4 separate regions of the Mus musculus genome follow, and regions 1, 2 and 3 are each linked to region 4. A link is a contact called in public HiChIP or PLAC-seq and promoter capture Hi-C data. All regions are on one chromosome and are shown on one strand. Each heading gives the region's core, a stretch centred on a gene start, on an enhancer-like site or on the middle of the called end of the contact. The rest is flanking DNA. Distances are from core to core; before and after follow the strand shown.

Region 1 (3,260 bases), core at 169-2,668, 150 kb before region 4:
CTAGTGAGCTATAATTCACACAGGTGGCCCTCCTCAGGTTCTTTAGTATTTTGTGGACCGTGTGGCTGTGTCTTCCTGGATGGAACTCCTCTAGGACTAAGGTGGAGTCCAGTCCTCTTGGTATTAAACACTTACATATAAACACTGCATTAATTTCCAGGCGTGGTGGCTCATACCTTTAATCTCAGCTCTTGGGAGGCAGAGGGAGGTGGATCTTTAAGTTTGAGAGTCTATAGAGTGAGCTCCAGGACAATCAGGACTACCCAGAGAAACCCTGTCTCAAAATAATAATAATAATAATAGTAATAATAATAATTAATAATAATAATAGCCCCTGCTGCCCTTGCCCGACACAACCCCTCACCAGTAACAGAGGCAGCATCATCAGCAATGGCAAGAGGTTTCTGAAGAAGTTTCATGTCCACATTCCCCAAGCCTCATCCCGATAGCCGTGAAAGGAAAGAGCTGGGACAGCCATTGCTTCAACTAACAACTGAGCTAGGTCAGGTCCAGCTTGCTCCAGGGTGGGGCTAGGATTCTGCCTGGGCCTAACCAACACTCCAGGGCTGTCAGGGAGCCTACCATTGGGCTGGGCTTCCAGGAAGCAAGTGATTCATGGTTGTCCCTGCCCTGCAGATGGACACAGGGCACCGACAGGATCAGACCTGTACCTTAGCCCTCTGGTACCAGGCACAGGCAAGGTAGACTTGGCCAGCTCCACCCCAGTCTGCAACAGCAGGAGAGCTGAGGGGGAGGGCAGAAGGCTCTCCTGTCTTCTTGAAAGCTGACTCCGCTGTGAGGCTTAGCTCTGTCACACCACAGAGCCCTGCACTCTTGGACCAGTTAGCATCTCCGAGGAGACTCTTCCTTGGTCAGATGTGAACAGATGCTATCACGCAACCAATATCTGAGTAACACATTATGCACAGAGACCATTTTAGACACTGGAGACCCAGTAAGGGACAAGCCCACATGCCCATGGAATTTTCACAAAGATGGGTAGATATGCAATGAGTGCAGTGCTGAATTTTGCCCTGCTGTGTCTTGGGATGCTTTGGCTGGGGGAGACGGAGTCCAGGAAGACCTCCCTGAGGTGGATATGTTCAGCTTGTCCCATGTTAAGCTGCATCAAGAGCAGCAACTCCGGTTCCCTAGGCCTGTTTGGGAGGGTACAGTCAGGTGACTGATAAGAAGACGCCTTCTCCCGTCTCTCTGGTGGCTGTAGACCCACAACCATCCACACATGAAGCTTCCACTCCCCTGGAAGGTAACCCCTGTCCTCTCCATCCTAGCCTTCCTTTGCCTACTGGGACTAACCTGCAGGACTCTTGCTAGCCGCCAGGAGACCAAGACCTAAAAAGAGACGGATGCCCAAGGTCAAATCGCTCCTGGGCGCACACCAGCAGTTCCACGGCCTCCTATCGCCTGCCCAGGACCGCCCGGGCAACATTTCTGCGCTGCTGGGACTCCGCCCGTCCCTTTGCAGCCCTCCCTACCCCGTCGCTCGTGCAGACCCAGCAGGACCCAGGGGCAGCCAGAGCGACAGACTAGTGTCTTTCAGGGCACCCGGCCGCTCCGACCGCCCTCCCCACAGCCAGGTCCCTCAGTCCCCTCCTCTGACCCCTCCCTCCCGTTCCTTCCTAGGCCTTTTCTGCTCCTCATCCTAGGCTCCCTAGACTCCTCTGTTTCTGATTCTTCTCTGGCCCCAAGTCTAGCTTCTCCTGTCCTCACCCTGGTCGCCTCCTCCCGGGTCCCCGCCACCCTCTCTGCGTACCGGGTGACGCAGCGCCGCCTCCCGCTCCCGCCTCCCCGCGTCACCGCCGGGCAGACTGCAGGGGCCGCTAACGGTCCCGCGCCCCCCCCGGTGTCCGCGCGCCCCGCGCCCGGCGGACGAGGCCGCGCCGGCGGCGATGGGGGCAATGGGGGCGGCGGAGCCGCTGCACTCCGTGCTGTGGGTGAAACGGCGACGCTGTGCCGTCAGCCTGGAGCCCGCGCGGGCTCTGCTACGCTGGTGGCGGAGCCCGGAGCCCGGGCCCTCCGCGCCGGGTGCCGGTAAGTGTGGCCATCCCGGGCTGGTGGGGCCGGCGCTGCATCCACCCCGGCCTGCGTAGCCCGAGCGCTCCGGGCAGGCTGGGATGGGGCGGAACTCGGAGGGAGGAGACCTGGGGCACGGGGAGAGGCGCCCGGGATACCGAGGCGCGGGGAATCCGAGACGCAGAGCCCGGGTGCCGGGCGGTCTAAGTACTCCGCGGCCTCTGGCGGGGAACCGTCTGGGTGCTGAGAGCCCAGATACTCCTGGAACTGGGATGACAAAGCCTCTGGAGGTGCTGGAGGGGGAGGGGAAGAGCGGACGTCCACAGCCCCCCACCCCCCATCCCGGAGCATCCGCGGGACCCTGGGGGAGGTCTGTTGCTGGTGCTGCCGTCGGGATGGCGCTGGCACACCTGGACAGGACTGGTTTCTGGTCATATTCTTCGTCCAATACAGTGAACCCAAGTACATACACATGTTTCTCTATGGGAGAAGCCCAGAGGGGCCCTGGCAGGGACTTCCTGCGATTAGGCAGTTGAGCAAGGGCCTTTGACTTTCCGATGGAGTGTACACCCTGCTCAGCCGCCCTCAGGGTTGAAAGAGGAGTAGCTTAGGCCAGCATGGGGAAAAAACGCAACCCACCCGCAGTGACTGGGAATGGTGCAAGGACACTAGAGCCACTCTCCCCGGTGCTTTGCTGCAGGTTGTCTGGTGGCCGACGGATTGGCGGAGATTTTAAAGATGTCATTCAGTCCTCCTTAAAAGGAGGATTACAGAAGATTGTATGTGGACATCTGGGCTGGGGGGCCTTGTAGACGACCTTGTAGACGAATTCAGTTTCATAAATTCCTTGCTCCATTTTGTTGTGTTTGTTTGTTTGTTTTGAGACTGTTTTCCTATGTGGCTCAGCCTCAGACTAGTATTACAGATGTGTGCCACCAAGCCCAACTTGTTATTCTCTCTCTCTCTCTCTCTCTCTCTCTCTCTCTCTCTCTCTCTCTCTCTCCTGGGAATGATAGAATCCAGGGCTTGTGGCTTGCTAAGCACAGTCTTTACCACCAAACAGCAAACATCCCCTGCAAGTTTCCCTTGAGAGCCTGCTAGGGGATGGACCTGGGGATTCTAGCCTAGTGGCTGATGGAGTGGGGCCTTTTCCACTTAAGGAGGCACAGAGGGATGCGTGGGGATAAGTGCATCTAATGGGCTTGGATCCCAATTTGAACCTCCGA
Region 2 (3,197 bases), core at 433-2,932, 130 kb before region 4:
CTCAAAGCAACAGAATCAAACCAAAAGATTGCCTGGAGCTGTGATTCTCTAGGCCAGTGGTTCTCAACCTTCCTAGTGCTACAGCCCTTTAATACAGTGCCTCACGTTGTGGTGCCCCCCACCCCCATCATAAAATTCTTCCATTGCTATTTCATAACTGTAATGTTGCTACTGTTAAGAATTGTAATGTAAGCCGAGCAGTGGTGGCACACGCCTTTAATCCCAGCACTCGGGAGGCAGAGGCAGGCCGATTTCTGAGTTTGAGGCCAGCCTGGTCTACAGAGTGAGTTCCAGGACAGCCAGGGCTCCACAGAGAAACCCTGTCTTGAAAAACCAAAAATAAATAAATAAATATATAAAGAAATGTAATATCCAATGTCTGAGACATGACCCAAAGAAGTATTGATCAACAGGTTGAGAAAACACGCTATTCTGGGCCCAAGTCGTCCCATCTTCTTGCATCCAATCAGAGCCCAGCTTCCCTGGAACACTTCTCCACAGACTGGACCCAGATTCTCACATACTTTGGTGGCCCTGGCATCCTTTATTATGTGTCTTCTATCCCTCTTGGATTTCTGAGCCACTTTAGGCCTCAGAACAGAGAACACGTCCAGAACACGCCTCACATAGTACAATAGCTGACTCAGCAATCAGCACTTGTGGCTTAAATAGCTGAACAGACAGACCATGTAAGGGTCACAGCTCGAGTCTGCCCTCCGATGACACCAAGCTGCCTCTTGTTCTGAGTGGCATGACCTCCAACCTTCCTGCCTGCTTTCCTTCCTTCTTTAAAAAAAAGAAAAGAAAAAGAAAAAGAAAAAAAGATTGCTGTTTATTTGTTGGGAGAGGGTGCGTGCCAGGGTGTGTTCGGGGAAGTTAGAGGACAACCAGGAGAAGCTGGTTTCCCCCTTCCACCCTGCAGATCCCAGGATTTCACGCCGGACATCAAGCGCCATCTTGTCAACCCTCGCCTTCCTTTGTGTTTGGGGTTATGGAATGAGTGTAGGAACGATTATGCGCAGCCTTCGGAGTTTGGGGTGGGGTGGGGGGGGAGGCTTTTCTGTCTGTGTAGCTCTGATGGGTCCTCGGATCTAAGTGTGGTGTCTTTGTAGATGCCCGCTCGGTACTGGTGTCGGAGATCATCGCTGTTGAGGAAAAAGACGACTGCGAGAAACACGCCTCCAGTGGCCGATGGCATAAAATGGAAAATCCGTTCGCATTCACAGGTGAGGGGGCCTCAGTGTTTGCCAACTCCCCAGGCCCTCCCCTGTCCCTCCACCCCACCCCCGACCCCAGTTAGCTCCATGAAGACCTCGGAGAAGGTCTTATCAAAGCCAGTGACTGGCTCATCTTCACAGACTCTGATAGCAATCATTCAAAATCTATTTTGGGGGCTGGGAAAACGTGTATGTAAAGGGCTCTCTGTCTCTCCCTGTGTTGCTAAAATTCTACCTCCTCCCAGCGTCTCAAGGACAAACCCAGGCAATTTAGCACCAAAGTTCGCTCTTGGGGAAACTGATGAATTTATCGGGCTTCTTTACAGAGCCTAGACGAGGACTTACTTACAAAGGTGTGGTGTCCCTCACCCAACAGGGATCTGGGTTTCTCTTATAACCACATAGCTTGAGCCTCAGCTTTAGTCCCCACCACCCCCCATATACTCTGGCCCCGCCCCCTGACCATGCGCAGCACTGCCCAATGGTTCAGGGCAACGGGTTATTCAAGTGAGGATCTCTTGCCGTCCTCTCTGAGCCTCTACAAAGGGGGTGTAAACTGTCAACCAGTCTTGCTGGGGTGATCTTTTGCAAGGGAGCACAACTGAACTCCTCAAGGTGGTGTGGTTTGGCCATCCGGGCAGTCCTGCAGTGAGATGAGGGGTGGAGAAAAGAGACTCCCAGCCCTGAGGTCTCCCTTCTGTAGCGGTAGATGCTGCTAACCAGTGTTGGTTTTCACACAGTCCACCGTGTGAAGCGAGTACGACATCACCGCTGGAAGTGGGCACGGGTGACCTTCTGGAGCGCCGACGAGCAGCTGTGTCACCTGTGGCTGCAGACCCTCCGTGGGCTGCTGGAGAGCCTGAGTACGTGGGCGAGCTTTCGGATTTGTTGCCAGGCAGCACAGCTGTGGTGGCACGCGGGACTCAGTGACCTGACCCAGGTGGACGTGATGGATCCCTTTGCTTTGTTTTTATGTTTCCAGCTTAGAGAGTCCCAGTGTGGGGAGCAGACGGGTATAGACTCTGCAGCTGCTGTCCTGGCCCAGCCTCTGCTTAGGAGTAGGGAGACTGAAGCAAATCCGTCAGGCCCCAGAGCCTCATTATCTTTCTCTTTTCTCTGTAAGTGGGGTGGGTGCCAATATTTTCCAGGTGTAAATGAGGACTGAACAGAATGTGGGAGAACGACTTCTTACTTTCTGGGAGTGTAGCCTCTCAAGTGCCGCAGAGCCCAGTGCCTTGTTTAATATGTGCCAAGGGACCAGTTTCTTGTCACTTTAAACATGGTGGCTTGTTCTTTTTGCACCCGTAATACTGGGTCATGTTATAATTTTACGTACAAAGGCAACAGCTAATTCAGCTTTAGACTTGGATAATAGCTTTTTACCTTTTGGGGCATTAAACTAGTATATGATTTTTTAAAATTAAAAAAATATTTTTGAAACAGGGTTACTCTTTGTATCTCTGGCTATCCTAGAACTCACTTTATAGACCAAGCTGGCCTCCATCTCATAGAGATCTGCCTGCTCCTGCCTCCCAAGTGCAGAGATTAAAGGTTCGTGCCACCACCACCCACATGATATATGAATTTTAAAAAGTAAATTGTAGGGCCGTTGAGATGGCTCCGTGGGTAAAAAACACTTGCCACCCACACAGAAGACATGAGTTCAACCCCCTAGACCTCTATGTGGTGGAGAGAGAGGGCCAAGACCTTCAAGCTGTGTTCTGAGTCTCACACATCCTGCATGTGCCCTGGAGTGTGTGAGCTAGGCATACATGTGCAATCACATGCTGTACACACACACACTAAAGGAATAAAAAGGAAACAAAAACAAATTAAAGTGAATTATAAAAAAATTTGCATAATGGCACATACCTGAGATCCCAGCACTTGGGAGGGAGGCAGGGCATTTCAATTCCAGGCTGGCCCGTGCTGCATAGTGAGACTTTCTCTAAGCACAAGAGGTGGGGGAAAGGTTGGGGG
Region 3 (3,414 bases), core at 351-2,850, 180 kb before region 4:
TGTCTTGGAAAAGGAGGAGGAGGAGGAGGAGGAGGAGGAGGAGGAGGAGGAGGAGGAGGAAGAGGAGGAGGAGGAGGAGGAAGAGGAGGAGGAGAAGGAGAAGGAGAAGGAGAAGGAGAAGGAGAAGGAGAAGGAGAAGGAGAAGGAGGAGAAGAAGAAGAAGAAGAAGAAGGAGGAGGAGGAGGAGGAGGAGGAGGAGGAGGAGGAGGAGGAGGAAGAAGAAGAACTGAGTCTCGAGATGTGAAGGCAACAACAGAAGTCACACTGCCACATGCTTCTGTTTATCTGGCACTAGGCTCAACGTGTTTATCCCTGTCACAGTAGGACCTTCTACTCATCATAAACTATAATAATAGCTTTTATAAAAGTTCTTAACTATTCAAGCAAGCCCAGTCCAGGTCCTGTAAAAAATACAGTGTCTGGGTACCTCTGAGGACTTCCTCCATCTCCCAAGTCACTGTGGCCCAGCAGTCAGTAACCCGTGCCAAGCCCCAGCCACTTTGAAAAGCACATTTTGTGGTTGAATACAGTGGATATCCGAGTTTACAAATTTAACATTCACACAATGGTGTCTCTTAGGAAGCACAGGAAGACAGACCATTTTCCGAGCTCACGAATGGTTCTACTTAAGTTACCTCAATGTCAAAACCTTCAGGACTGGAGAGGTGGCTAATGTTAGAATCTTAAATTTCATATCTGAGACTTTGGCTAGAAAACAGAATAAACTATGTTTGAAATCTTGTGATGGAGTTTTCTGAAATACATTTCCGGGTACTGTCTCTTCACTCCCTAAGACCTAGAGAGGCATCAGGCCACATAACCAATCACAGAAGGACTTTGGAGCTCGATAGCTTCCAGACTGCACCCAGGTGTTTTTATTATTATTCTGTGTTTCCTGTTGCTGTCAAAAGACCGGTGTCCAGAGGCCAGAAGGTGGGACCACAGAAATTCACAAGGCGCTTCCACGCTCAAAGGAAAAGCATCAGCCCACATGTGACAGACGAAAACCCAAGTGCTCAAACCACTATGCACCCCGAAGAGACCGACCTCCCCTGCAGGCACTGCCTCTCCCTGGCCAGTTTCCTGACTCAACCAAACTCTCCAGGGCATGACCTGGGTCAGTTTCTTCCAGCTTCCCCAGGGAGTCATGGAGTTTCGCAGGAGAGAACCTGCCTGCCAGGCTCTGGAAGCACTTGGGGCAGCTCCTCGTCCTCCTTGCTCATTGGTACGGCCACTGTCACCTTTCATTTCCCACACGCCCACTGCCGACCCCGACTCCCCTAGCCCCTCACATAGCCCAACAGTCTCCTAGGAGCCAGGTTCTCCTCCCCAGACTCCTACGCCACCCGCACTGCAACGGGACAGCACGGCCACCTGACCTCTGACCCCTGACCCCGACCGGGTCCTCCCCGTCACACCCACCTGCCCGGGACCTTGCTGTTGCTGCGCTTCCAGAACTGCTTCCTGGCCCCGTCGCTGGCCATGGCCGCTCCTCATCCCTCAGATCCGCAACCCTGACACCCGAGAGCGGTCGGCCACACCTCCAGCGGCCCTCTCCTGTGCCCCGGCGGCCCCCTCAGAGACACCAGGACTCCGAAGCGTAGAGCCGAGAGGCGCTTCCGCCTCCGTCCGGAAGTTGTGACTCGGCGATTCCGGAAGTCCCGCCTTCGTTTCGGGCAGTGCTTGACGCCATGAGAAGGCGACGCTGGGATATGTGCGTGGCTGTAGCGCAGGGAGGAAAGCGGAGTCTGCGAGCTGCGTATGTTCTGGCGGCGCTGAGAGCGCTCGGGTCGAGCGGCACGGACTGAGGTCTCTGGATCCCGGCCTCTGATCCCCGGCCATGAACTCCGGAGCCGCGTGCGTCTGGGGTCCGAGTCGGTCTTATTTGCTCGCAGCCAACCAGCAAGTACCGAGAACCAGAAGGAGCACAGGCAGATCGGGACCCTGCTGCGGGCGGACAGGCGAGCGGGAGGATGGAGAGCTTCTCCCGCTGTAGTGTGGTCCAAGCCTCATCGCCAGGGCATTGACCCCGGATCAGTAAACACTGCACAGTGAGGTGAAGGAAGCGACTTCCACCGGAGCACATCTGAAGCGATGGCGGGGATCTGCCTGGGCTTCAGCTGAAAAACGAATAGGCACGGAGACACGAAGACTTCATCTTGCCGGCGCTTGCGTGCTTCCAAGACCGCAGTAAAGTGTGCTTAATTGTAAGATACATTCAAGATCCAAAAATCTTAATACGGAAATGTTAATTATAAGTTTACATTAAATGATACTTTATATATATTGGGTTCTGTAGAATATATTGTTATGTTTACTTTCACTTTTTGCTGTGTAGTGTAGCTACTTGAAATTACTTACGTGATTGGTGTAAAATTTCTATGATCTTAGACTCAAGGGTGAGAGGCTGGCATCTCAGGCCGGAGCTTTAGTGAAACACTGGTAATGCCAACTTGTGGCCTTTACTACTGAGAAACATATTCACGACAGCTGTCTCGTGCACTTTTTCTGCTTTTGATATGGTCTTCCTGTTTAACCCAGGCCCTGACTATATTCTCAAGACCCAGACTTCTAGACATATTGAAAGTGGTGTTGGGTTAGCACATGGTGGATGCAAGAAATCACACTAAAGAACCTTATATAGCTTAGCCCAGTTGTATGCCAGACTTATCCTCAGTACTCAGAGCAGGGTCAATGGCCTAGAGCCCTGTATCTCAACTTTGTTCCCATTCTTTAAGAGTAAAGCCTTCTGCAGCTCCTTTTAGACTGCAGCAGCTACCTGACTCCACTTTGACTCTGCAGAAAGGGGTGGCACCTGTTCCTCTTCATTTCCTGCACAGCCGGAGCCTTAGGAACTGAAATAGTACATCCCAAATGTTTGCTGTCTGGATGACAATACCGGGCTCTCTAGGAATCCCTTTTGACACAAGCATAGAAACTTCAGGAAATACCAGGGACAATGTCAACAGGTCCTAGGTGACCCCTTCAGGCACAACTTATGGAACATAGCCTTGGCTTCTCCTTGGAATCCTACTTCTAATAATCCTTAGAATTTGAGAGACCTAGCAAAACTAAGATTAATAATCATGTCCTAGCACTGCCTCGAGAGCTCTTTGAAATAAAACTTTAGTGGTACATAGCTATGGCCCAGCTTCTCAAGAGGGAGGCAGGAGAATGGAAATTAAAAATTGGGTGCTATGGGGCTGGTGAGATGGCTCAGTGGGTAAGAGCACCCGACTGCTCTTCTGAAGGTCCGAAGTTCAAATCCCAGCAACCACATGGTGGCTCACAACCACCCGTAATGAGATCTGATGCCCTCTTCTGGTGTGTCTGAAGACAGCTACAGTGTACTTACATATAATAAATAAATAAATCTAAAAAAAAAAAAAAAAAAAAATTGGGTGCTCACTTCAG
Region 4 (3,438 bases), core at 134-2,633:
AGGCTGCAGTGGGCTTGGGCCCCTTTCAAGGAGGTGGGGAAAATGTTGCAAAGGTCCGCCTCTCCCCTCCCTAGTTCGGAAGCACCGCCTTTAAGGTGTGCTCCTTTGGAATCTAGGCTCGGTCTTGCGGCTCTGAAGCCACGCCCCACCCTTTCACGCAGGGCGAGAGTGATTCTCCAGCCCCCTTCTGGTTTTCCCCAGGTTCTCACGGATCCTGCCCCCTCAGTGTTTGCTTGTCCCCTGATGGGCAGTAACTAGGGGTTTGGTGACAGACGGTCTCCTCCACCAATGTTCAGGCCCCACAGCATGTTCTGGGGAACAAGGCCCCTCCCACTGTCACCTCCAAACTACATTATTTTTCTTTCCAATTTAAATGTTGCACTTTAAACAAAGTGGAACCCGAATCCGGTTAACTGCCCATGAGATTTCAAAATCCAAGGAACTCCTTGGAGTTAAGCATTTGAGCTCCCGCGAGGCTGGAGTCTAACAGTCTCCCAGTCCCCTGCCACCGCCACGACTCTACCGAAGTTTTCTAGCACCTCTGTATCTTGGAACTCTAGATCTAACTCTCTCGACGCCAGGGGTGGCTTACTCATAGATCTGCACTATCAGGTGCAATGCGAGGATTGAACAGCACTCGGCCCAGAGGAAACTGTACGAGGGACTCTTTAGCAGCCGCGGCCCGGGACTCTAGAGCAGTAGTTGAGCGCCACGCTCCCAGGGCCCGGTCCTCTGCGGATGTTGGGTGCCAAGACCGAAAGGGAAGGGGCTGGAGGCCAGGCCCCGCTAGGGCCGCGCCCCCACGTCTCCATGGAGATCATCGGGGCGCGCACCTCCTGGCTGGCTCCCTCCCCATCATCCTCCCCCTCCCAGGGCTGAACAATGAGCCACTGGGAGGGGGCGGGGCGGGGCCGGGGGCGGGGAGAGAGAGAGAGTGGCGGGGGCGCTGGCAAAGCACACCGCCTAGCCAGCAATCCGTCGCCAGGGTCTGCGGGCGGTGTGGTGATCGCAGCCCCCGCCCCGCCCCGGGCCCGCCCAGCTTCCCACGCCCGCCCAGCAGAGTCGGTGCTGGGGCCACCTGGAGCCGCCTGGAGCCGGCGCTGCTGCAGGTTGATGCGCGGCGCCCTCCCGGGACGCACGGAGGAGCCATCTTGAAACCAACTTGGCAAACTTTCGCAAAGTGCTCTCGAAGTGGAAGCTGAGCGGGAGGCCGGGCGCGCGGCCCCCGGTGTCCTCGCCAGGGCCCCCGGGGAGGCAGAGCGCGGGCCGCCCCGAGGGCCCGGCGCTGGGCGCGCGGGAGCCGCCCCCCGGCCGCGCCGGGTGGATGCGGAGGTGCGCCGGGTGCATGGATTGTGCTCCGGCGCCCGGCTCGGGCTGCGGCTCCGGGCCATGGCGCCGTCATCGCCGCGCGTGCTGCCCGCGCTGGTGTTGCTGGCCGCCGCCGCCCTGCCAGCCCTGGAGTTGGGAGCAGCCGCTTGGGAGCTGCGGGTGCCTGGCGGGGCCCGCGCCTTCGCTCTCGGACCCGGCTGGAGCTACAGGTTGGACACCACGCGCACGCCTCGGGAGCTGCTGGACGTGAGCCGCGAGGGGCCAGCAGCCGGTCGGAGGCTTGGGCTTGGCGCGGGGACTCTGGGCTGTGCCCGCTTGGCCGGGAGGCTGCTGCCGCTGCAGGTCCGGCTGGTCGCCCGCGGCGCCCCGACGGCCCCGAGCTTGGTACTAAGGGCACGCGCCTATGGTGCCCGCTGTGGGGTCCGGCTGTTGCGCCGCTCGGCCCGCGGTGCAGAGCTGCGCTCTCCGGCCGTCCGCTCAGTTCCTGGACTTGGAGATGCGCTCTGCTTCCCGGCCGCAGGCGGCGGCGCAGCCTCGCTGACTTCGGTGCTTGAGGCCATCACCAACTTCCCCGCCTGCAGCTGCCCGCCGGTCGCCGGGACCGGCTGCAGGCGCGGACCCATTTGCCTGCGGCCAGGAGGTTCAGCTGAGCTGCGTCTGGTGTGCGCCCTGGGACGCGCGGCAGGCGCCGTTTGGGTAGAGCTGGTAATAGAGGCGACCTCTGGGACGCCCTCAGAGTCGCCCTCGGTGTCGCCATCGTTGCTTAACCTGTCCCAACCTCGGGCGGGGGTGGTGCGACGGTCTAGGCGGGGCACGGGCAGCAGCACGAGCCCGCAGTTCCCGCTGCCCAGCTACCAGGTGTCAGTGCCTGAGAATGAGCCTGCGGGCACTGCGGTCATCGAACTGCGCGCGCACGACCCAGACGAAGGCGATGCAGGACGCCTTAGCTACCAGATGGAGGCGCTGTTCGATGAGCGCTCTAATGGCTACTTCCTCATCGATGCCGCCACGGGTGCAGTGACCACAGCCCGCTCCCTGGACCGGGAGACCAAGGACACTCATGTACTCAAAGTTAGTGCTGTGGACCACGGCTCCCCGAGGCGCTCAGCTGCCACCTACCTCACCGTAACTGTCAGTGACACTAACGACCACAGCCCAGTCTTTGAGCAGTCTGAGTATCGAGAGCGAATTCGAGAAAACCTGGAGGTGGGCTATGAGGTTCTGACCATCCGTGCCACCGACGGGGATGCCCCTTCCAACGCAAACATGCGCTATCGTCTGCTGGAGGGCGCAGGTGGTGTCTTTGAGATAGACGCACGATCAGGTGTCGTGCGCACACGGGCTGTGGTGGACCGTGAGGAGGCGGCTGAGTACCAGCTGCTGGTGGAGGCCAATGACCAGGGTCGCAATCCAGGCCCACTCAGTGCCTCAGCCACCGTCCACATAGTGGTAGAAGACGAGAATGACAACTACCCCCAGTTCAGTGAGAAGCGCTATGTGGTTCAAGTCCCAGAAGACGTAGCCGTCAACACGGCTGTGCTTCGAGTCCAGGCCACTGACCGGGACCAGGGGCAGAATGCAGCCATACACTACAGCATCGTTAGTGGCAACCTGAAGGGTCAGTTCTACCTGCATTCGCTTAGTGGGAGCCTGGATGTTATCAACCCGCTGGACTTCGAGGCCATCCGGGAGTACACCCTGCGCATCAAAGCCCAGGATGGGGGCCGGCCTCCTCTCATTAATTCCTCAGGACTGGTCTCGGTGCAGGTGTTAGATGTGAACGACAATGCGCCCATCTTTGTGAGCAGCCCCTTTCAGGCTGCCGTGCTAGAGAATGTGCCCCTCGGCCACTCAGTCCTGCACATCCAAGCGGTGGACGCAGATGCAGGGGAGAACGCCAGGCTGCAGTACCGTCTAGTGGACACAGCCTCCACTATCGTGGGGGGCAGCAGTGTCGACTCTGAGAACCCTGCCTCTGCCCCAGACTTCCCCTTCCAAATCCACAACAGCTCCGGTTGGATTACTGTGTGCGCGGAGCTGGACCGTGAGGAGGTGGAACACTATAGCTTTGGAGTAGAAGCAGTGGACCATGGCTCACCAGCCATGAGC

Evidence for each region. Promoter capture Hi-C pulls out the DNA fragments that hold promoters and counts their contacts. HiChIP or PLAC-seq counts read pairs in DNA pulled down with a chosen protein or histone mark.
Region 1: a contact with region 4 is called in a promoter capture Hi-C map of pre-B cells. The contact joins the promoter of Cerk here to the promoter of Celsr1 in region 4. A contact is called at or near these places in 7 of 39 promoter capture datasets (the 3T3-L1 cell line, the C10 cell line, embryonic stem cells and 4 more), 2 of 484 Hi-C or Micro-C datasets (CD4 T cells and embryonic stem cells), 2 of 115 datasets of contacts at active chromatin or transcription factors (effector CD8 T cells and pancreatic cancer cells) and 3 of 9 other capture datasets (adipose tissue, liver and pancreatic islet).
Region 2: an H3K4me3 HiChIP or PLAC-seq map of the SCID.adh cell line shows a contact between it and region 4, with 10 read pairs. The contact joins the enhancer-like site here to the promoter of Celsr1 in region 4. A contact is called at or near these places in 1 of 39 promoter capture datasets (pre-B cells), 5 of 115 datasets of contacts at active chromatin or transcription factors (the SCID.adh cell line, double positive thymocytes and embryonic stem cells) and 3 of 9 other capture datasets (adipose tissue, liver and pancreatic islet).
Region 3: an H3K4me3 HiChIP or PLAC-seq map of embryonic stem cells shows a contact between it and region 4, with 6 times the contacts expected there. The contact joins the promoter of Tbc1d22a here to the promoter of Celsr1 in region 4. A contact is called at or near these places in 13 of 39 promoter capture datasets (the 3T3-L1 cell line, the C10 cell line, the HPC-7 cell line and 8 more), 2 of 15 datasets of contacts at CTCF or cohesin (the NIH/3T3 cell line and large pre-B cells), 14 of 484 Hi-C or Micro-C datasets (the G1E-ER4 cell line, Th1 cells, Th2 cells and 7 more), 15 of 115 datasets of contacts at active chromatin or transcription factors (the 230-238 cell line, the SCID.adh cell line, T-cell acute lymphoblastic leukemia and 8 more) and 2 of 9 other capture datasets (adipose tissue and liver).

The regions. Positions count from the first base shown.
Region 1 is chr15:86,184,299-86,187,558 of GRCm38.p6, reverse strand. It overlaps Cerk (ceramide kinase), which reads left to right and starts at 1,418. Exons shown (of 13, transcript NM_145475.4): 1 at 1,418-2,052. The coding sequence starts at 1,911. Gm15569 (predicted gene 15569) reads right to left here and starts at 1,831. Exons shown (of 3, transcript NR_155352.1): 1 at 1,775-1,831; 2 at 1,318-1,353; 3 at 363-907.
Region 2 is chr15:86,163,851-86,167,047 of GRCm38.p6, reverse strand. It overlaps Cerk (ceramide kinase), which reads left to right. Exons shown (of 13, transcript NM_145475.4): 2 at 1,113-1,226; 3 at 1,958-2,080. Among named protein-coding and RNA genes, the nearest start is that of Gm15569, 20 kb to the left of the region's middle. Within about 2 kb of position 1,682, at least 10 of the 459 cell types and tissues checked have an H3K27ac peak or open chromatin away from gene starts, as enhancers often do. A contact at or near this core is called in the SCID.adh cell line, where this site is marked.
Region 3 is chr15:86,212,645-86,216,058 of GRCm38.p6, reverse strand. Tbc1d22a (TBC1 domain family, member 22a) reads right to left here and starts at 1,600. Exons shown (of 13, transcript NM_145476.2): 1 at 1,423-1,600. The coding sequence starts at 1,484. Gm22818 (a small nuclear RNA gene) reads left to right here and starts at 3,402; the gene lies at 3,402-3,414.
Region 4 is chr15:86,031,722-86,035,159 of GRCm38.p6, reverse strand. Celsr1 (cadherin, EGF LAG seven-pass G-type receptor 1) reads left to right here and starts at 1,383. Exons shown (of 35, transcript NM_009886.2): 1 at 1,383-3,438. The coding sequence starts at 1,390. It overlaps Gm34764 (a long non-coding RNA gene), which reads right to left and starts at 907. Exons shown (of 3, transcript XR_384307.4): 1 at 593-907.